2 separate regions of the Capra hircus genome follow, and region 1 is linked to region 2. Evidence: chromatin contacts called from public Hi-C data. All regions are on one chromosome and are shown on one strand. The core of a region is the stretch at or near the end of the contact, and the rest is flanking DNA. Distances in the headings are between cores, read along the strand shown.

Region 1 (2,700 bases), core at 147-2,646, 190 kb before region 2:
TCTCTCTCCGGGAAGGGCCTTGCTGTCAGCTGGCTGCACTCCACCTGCTTTCATTCTCACTGCCGACCCAACCAAGTGACGGGGCCTCGTATTGCTCCCGATCTTCACCCTGACTCTGGCTCACAGCCTCTCTGTACAGTTGTGCGGTCTGTGCACTGCACACGCCTAGGCGGTGCTGCTTATACTACAGTCTGTAAGGAACAAGCCTAGGCCTGAACAGTTACGAACAGCAGGCCTGCCCCGTTGTAGTGATTAAGCTGTGATTCAGGCCTGCTGGCCCTGGCTGGTTCACAAAGGTTCCTGCCTGTTCTAGCTGCCAGAGGGGCAGGCCTCAGAATCTCTGAACCTCAGTTTCCTCAGTTGTAAAGGGAGGAGCTGGATAGGCTGATGTCCAGGCTCATTTAGCTAGACGTGCCAAACTGTACTACTTAGCTGTTCTTGGTGGCTCAGCTGGTAAAAAATCCGCCTGCGATGCAGGAGACCCCGGTTCAATTCCTGGGTCAGGAAGATCCGCTGGAAAAGGGATAGGCTACCCCTCCAGGATTCCTGGGCTTCCCTGGTGGCTCAGCTGGTAAAGAATCTGTCTGCAACACAGGAGACCTGGATCGGGAAGATCCCCTGGAGGAGGCCATGGCAACCCACTCCAGTATTCTTGCCTGGAGAATCCCTATGGACAGAGGAACCTGGTGGGCTACAGTCCATGGGGTTGCAAAGAGACACAACTGAGCGACTAAGCACAGCACAGCACAGTACCCCAGTATGTATGGATTCTGGGCAGTGCCCGTGATGTTACCAGACATGTCTGTGCTCCGGCTTGGGATCGAACATCCTGGTTCTGTTCTCGTCCAGATGCAATCTTTTCTTTTCTTTTTTCTTTCTTTCTTTTTTTTTTTTTTTTCATTTTTTGACTGCACCCCAAGGCACATGGGATCTTAGTTCCCTGACCAGAGACTGAACCCACCCCCCATCCCTCTGCCGTGCATTGGAAGCTTGGAGTCTTAACTGTTGGACCACCAGCGAAGTCCCCAAATGCAGTCTCCATCCTGCTGTTGCTCTCTGTCCCGCTCCAGCACTGCCCTTCCCACTCACAGGAAGAGGGAGGCTTTGAGGATGACTGAGGAGGTTCTAGAATGCCCAACCAGACTGAATCAGAAAACCCATGAAGAGGATTAGCGGGTGTTACAGCTAGAAATCTGTGTTAGGACCACAGAGGGGCTGTTTGCTCTTGTCAAGGTGCTTTCTGGGCTCATAGGTCAGAAGGTGAAGCTCTCTGGGGCAGGTGGCCTATTGCTGCCCTGCAGTCACACATGGGACCGGCCTCGCCAACCCCACCAAGATGCTGACTATCTAAGGTCAACTGTGAAGCCAGGCACACTGCCGTCTAGCAGATACTAAGCCCCAGACAGTTTAGGAGGAAGTGGAGTCAGACCGTGGACACTCTTCAAAGTCATGGGACTCTGGTTGGGACCCCAAACCCAGCCACTCCCAGTTAGGAGCCCGTGGGCTCCTAGGTGCCCATAGTTGCTTTGCAGGGCCCTTTAGGTGGGGCCACCCTTCAGTGCCTTGCACATAGAGCTGGAGGGTGGCCCGCAGAGCTGGGTGGGCGAGCACAGTCAGGTCAGGGAAGTCCGTGTGCACCATATTTCATTTTTACCCAGAGCTGCTCTGGATGGCAGGGACATTAAGCAAGAGAGTAATATTTTAGAGGGAGTTCTGGCTGACCACAGAGTTGGACAAGGGCCAAATGGGCACTCAGGGAGCACAGTCTGGGAGGCTGTGCAGTGGTTCCAAAGATGGATGGGTGACTAATAGAGACAAAAGACAGGTCATGCGGCAACAAGAACCGATCCAGCCAGCCAGCATGTGCAGAGCGCCTCCCTTGGATCAAATGCCTGGGGAATGAAAAAGGCTGGGGCTACAAGAGCCTTGAGACCAGAGACATCCTGAGAGTCAGGAAGAGGAGAGTGAGGGGAGGACAAGCCTGGGTGAGGCTTCTCTCTGTCCCCCAGCTCTCTGCCATCTCCCACCCCTCAGCTCACCACACACACACAGTCAGCCAGGGCTGCGCCTCTGCAGGTGTTGACTGCCATCAGGGGACCACGCTGATTGAACCAGAGCCCTCTTCATGGGGTCTGGACGGAACCATCTCGAGATAAGCAACGTGGTGCCACGCCAGAGCACAGAGCACTCAAAAATCACTCATTTTTGCTCCTTTGAAATGGTGGCAAGGCTTCTACAGAACAAACCACATCCAGAGTGGAAGTGATAAAGCTCAGAAGAGCGGCAAGGATAACCATGGTGACACTCTCACAGTTTGGGGCTGTAAATAAGAGGTGTGTTAACTCTGGAATTGCCACCGAAAACAGAAAAGCTGCAAATACCACAGCCAAACAACACTCTTCTCTTCTGGGCTCATAGACAGAGAAAGTACAGATAACTCACATTTTCCAGAGGCTGTACACAAATCTAAGCTTTTCTTTTGGCATTACTGTGGAAACTTTCCTCAGAGAGGAAGATGAGCCTTTCAAGGATGAGTTTTGTTTTGTTTTCTTAAATTTTAAAATAAAATATTCTCTTGCAGTTGTAAGAAAGAGTATAGAACAGACTTTTGGACTCTGTGGGAGAGGGAGAGGGTGGAATGATTTGGGAGAATGGCATTGAAACATGTATAGTATCATATATGAAATGAATCGCCAGCCC
Region 2 (2,700 bases), core at 191-2,690:
TGAGCCTTCCAACCTGGGCCAGCAGGGCGGACGGTGGGACCTGCACGTCCACTCCCCAGCCGGGTCCCCCACCCCCTGAGTAGCTCCGGCTTTCAGACAAAAGGACCCCTGAGCTGCGGGTGGGGAGGGGGCAGGTCGAGCGCAGGCTGGCCAGCTTGCCTACATACCCAGGTTAAGTCACCAGTCCTGCATGTGGGTGCAGAGACTCCGCTTTAAAAATTCGAAGCGTCGCTTTGGTTCGCTGTCTTTGTTCGCGGGCGCGCGGGCCACACAGCCTTTCATTCATTCATTCCGGACTCGCTCGCTCCCCGCGCCTAGCTCCGTAACGTCGCCGCCCGGAGCATTACCGCTTCTTCTTCTGCTTGAGGGACTTCCTGCGTTTCAGGATCATCTCGTACAGCTTGTCCATGCCCTCGGTGAGACCCTCGCCGATGATGGCGCACGCCGGCTGGACGTGGTAGGTGGTGGCCGGGATGAGCTCGTGCAGCGCCAGCTGCTTCTCGATCTCCGCCACGGGCAGCGACTTGGGCAGGTCCTGCTTGTTGGCGATGACCAGCAGCGGCGTGCCCTGGTTCTCGGCGAACTTGGTCACTTTGTGTAGCTCTGTCTTGGCCTCCTCCAGCCGGTCCACGTCCACCGAGTCCACCACGTAGATGATGCCGTCCGTGCAGCGGCTGTAGGACTTCCACAGCGGCCGAAGCTTCTCCTGGCCGCCCACGTCCCAGAAGTGGCAGCTGATGCCCTTGGCCGTGCCGTTGCTCAGCTTGATCTTCTCCGTGTTGAAGCCGATGGTGGGCACGGTGTTCACGAACTCGTTGAACTTGAGCCGGTAGAGCACCGTGGTCTTGCCGGCCGAGTCCAAGCCCAGCATGACGATGTGCAGCGACTGGAAGGCCGAGATGTTGGAGGAGATGTTGCCCATGGCTCCTCGCTGCGGCGCCGGCCACTGCGGCTGCGGCGGGAGGGCGCCGCCCCCCGCCCTCCCGAGCAGTTACGGGCCCGACGCGGGCAGGCGCACCTGGGCCCCGCCTGCCGCCCTCAGCCGCCGGCACCGGCCTGGGCTTGGAGTACCCGGGGCGCACGGCTCGGCGCGCTCAGACACCGCGGCCCCCGCGCCCGCGCCGGCTGGGCATCGCGTCTCTCTCGATGGGCTTTGTCTCCCGCGAAGTCTCCTCCGCTGCGGCGCCGCGGGCTGCTCGCGCCCGTCGCCCTCCCCCGCCGGCCCAGGCTCTCTGCTGCTTCCTCGGGCCGCGCCCCCGCGCTCCAGCCGCTGCCCTGGCTCTCCGCGGCTGCGGGTTCCGGGCTCCGAGCGCCGAGGGCTCGCCTCTGCCTGGGCGGCGCCGCCGCGGGGCCAATCCCACTCCCAGGGCGAGCCTCGGAGGCGCAGGCGGGGCGTGGGCTTCCCCGGGCTTCGCTGCCTGCGCGGTGGCCTGGCTGTCCCCGCAGTCCCCGCGCCGCCACCGCCGCCGCCGGCAGCCTGCTGCGGCAGGAGGGCGCCGGGCCCCGCCCCTGGGAGGCCCCGCCCCTCATCCCGCCCCTATGGCCCCGCCCCTTCGTGGTGCCCTCGTACCGACGGCCCCGCCCCTCGCCCGCCCCGCCCCCCGCGCCCCGCCCCAGGTCGGGCGTGGACCTCCCAGCCTGGCGGGCCGCTTTCGCGCCTTTCAGTGCTTTCGAAATCGCCCTGGTCGTCTCCTCCCGCGCCGCACCCAGATAATGGGTTCCCGAGCTGCCGGCTCTTCCCGCCTCGGCCCTGTGACGCATCTTGTAAAAATAGCTCCCGGAACTCCACGCCTAGCCAGCCCCAGGCCGGACCGACTGCCCGGCGGGACTGCAGCGTGGGAGGCGCAGCCGGCCTCCAGGAGCGAGGGCCGGGGATCCAGAGTCCAGGGCAAGGCGGGCCGGGGCAGCCCTGCCCGAGGGACTGGGGACCATCCAAGGGGGAAGTGGGGTCAGAGTGCCCCCTCTGGGGAGAGAGGGCTGTAGATCAGGCCCCCGACCCCCATACTCCCCCACCCAGTAGAGGGGAAAGGAGGGCGTGGGCCGCAGGGAGCCAGCCCGGGCACGTGGCCTTTGCGGTGCCCAGGACACTGATCCTCCCTGGTACCCTGGCTCACTTCCCGGCCAGAACTCCGTGGGGGTGGGGTGGGGTCTCCACGGGATCCCCGCTGCCCTGGGGCCCAGACCTGCGCCCATATCGCCCCGGAGGCCTGGCTTCATTTAAGGAGACTTGTCTGTCCCCAGATAGCTCCGACGACTCACCAGCCCCAGACAGCTCCTTTGCTACCTTGTTTTTGTTCCAGCGTCTGCGCGGACATCCCAGGTCAAGTGTGAGCATCTCAGGAGAGCACCCTCTACCACCCATGGTACTTAGAGAACTGAGAACCACCTGCCCACAGGTGAACCAGTCCTCCAGCGACTGGTGCTCCAGGAGCATTTAGGCCTGAAACAAAAATGTGTCAGCAGCTCGGAGTAGGTTACACCGTAGGTCACAGGCACCAGTGCCCAGTCCCTGGCTGGCTTCTCCCATCACTCCGATTCAGTGCTCTCATTCTAGTTGGTAAGCACATAACCAAGGCTTATCCTCTGCAGGTACAGAGGAAACTGAGTGGAGGAGTAGAAGCAGAGGCAGTATGGACAAGGGCTTCTTCCCAATGCCAGCTTATGAGGCAAGAAGAGGGAAATGGGGTCTGGGGGATGGAA

The links. Hi-C and Micro-C count contacts between places; a contact is called where the count stands out from the background.
Region 1: a contact with region 2 is called in a Hi-C map of blood, with 2.8 times the contacts expected there. The contact joins the enhancer-like site here to the promoter of ARL4C in region 2. A contact is called at or near these places in 3 of 5 Hi-C or Micro-C datasets (all in blood).

Annotation. Positions count from the first base shown.
Region 1 is chr3:6,863,292-6,865,991 of ARS1.2, reverse strand. No RefSeq gene overlaps it. Among named protein-coding and RNA genes, the nearest start is that of ARL4C, 190 kb to the right of the region's middle. Within about 2 kb of position 1,396, at least 2 of the 5 cell types and tissues checked have an H3K27ac peak or open chromatin away from gene starts, as enhancers often do.
Region 2 is chr3:6,670,930-6,673,629 of ARS1.2, reverse strand. It overlaps ARL4C (ADP-ribosylation factor-like protein 4C), which reads right to left and starts at 1,440. Exons shown (of 2, transcript XM_018040905.1): 1 at 168-1,440. The coding sequence starts at 922. The coding sequence ends at 344.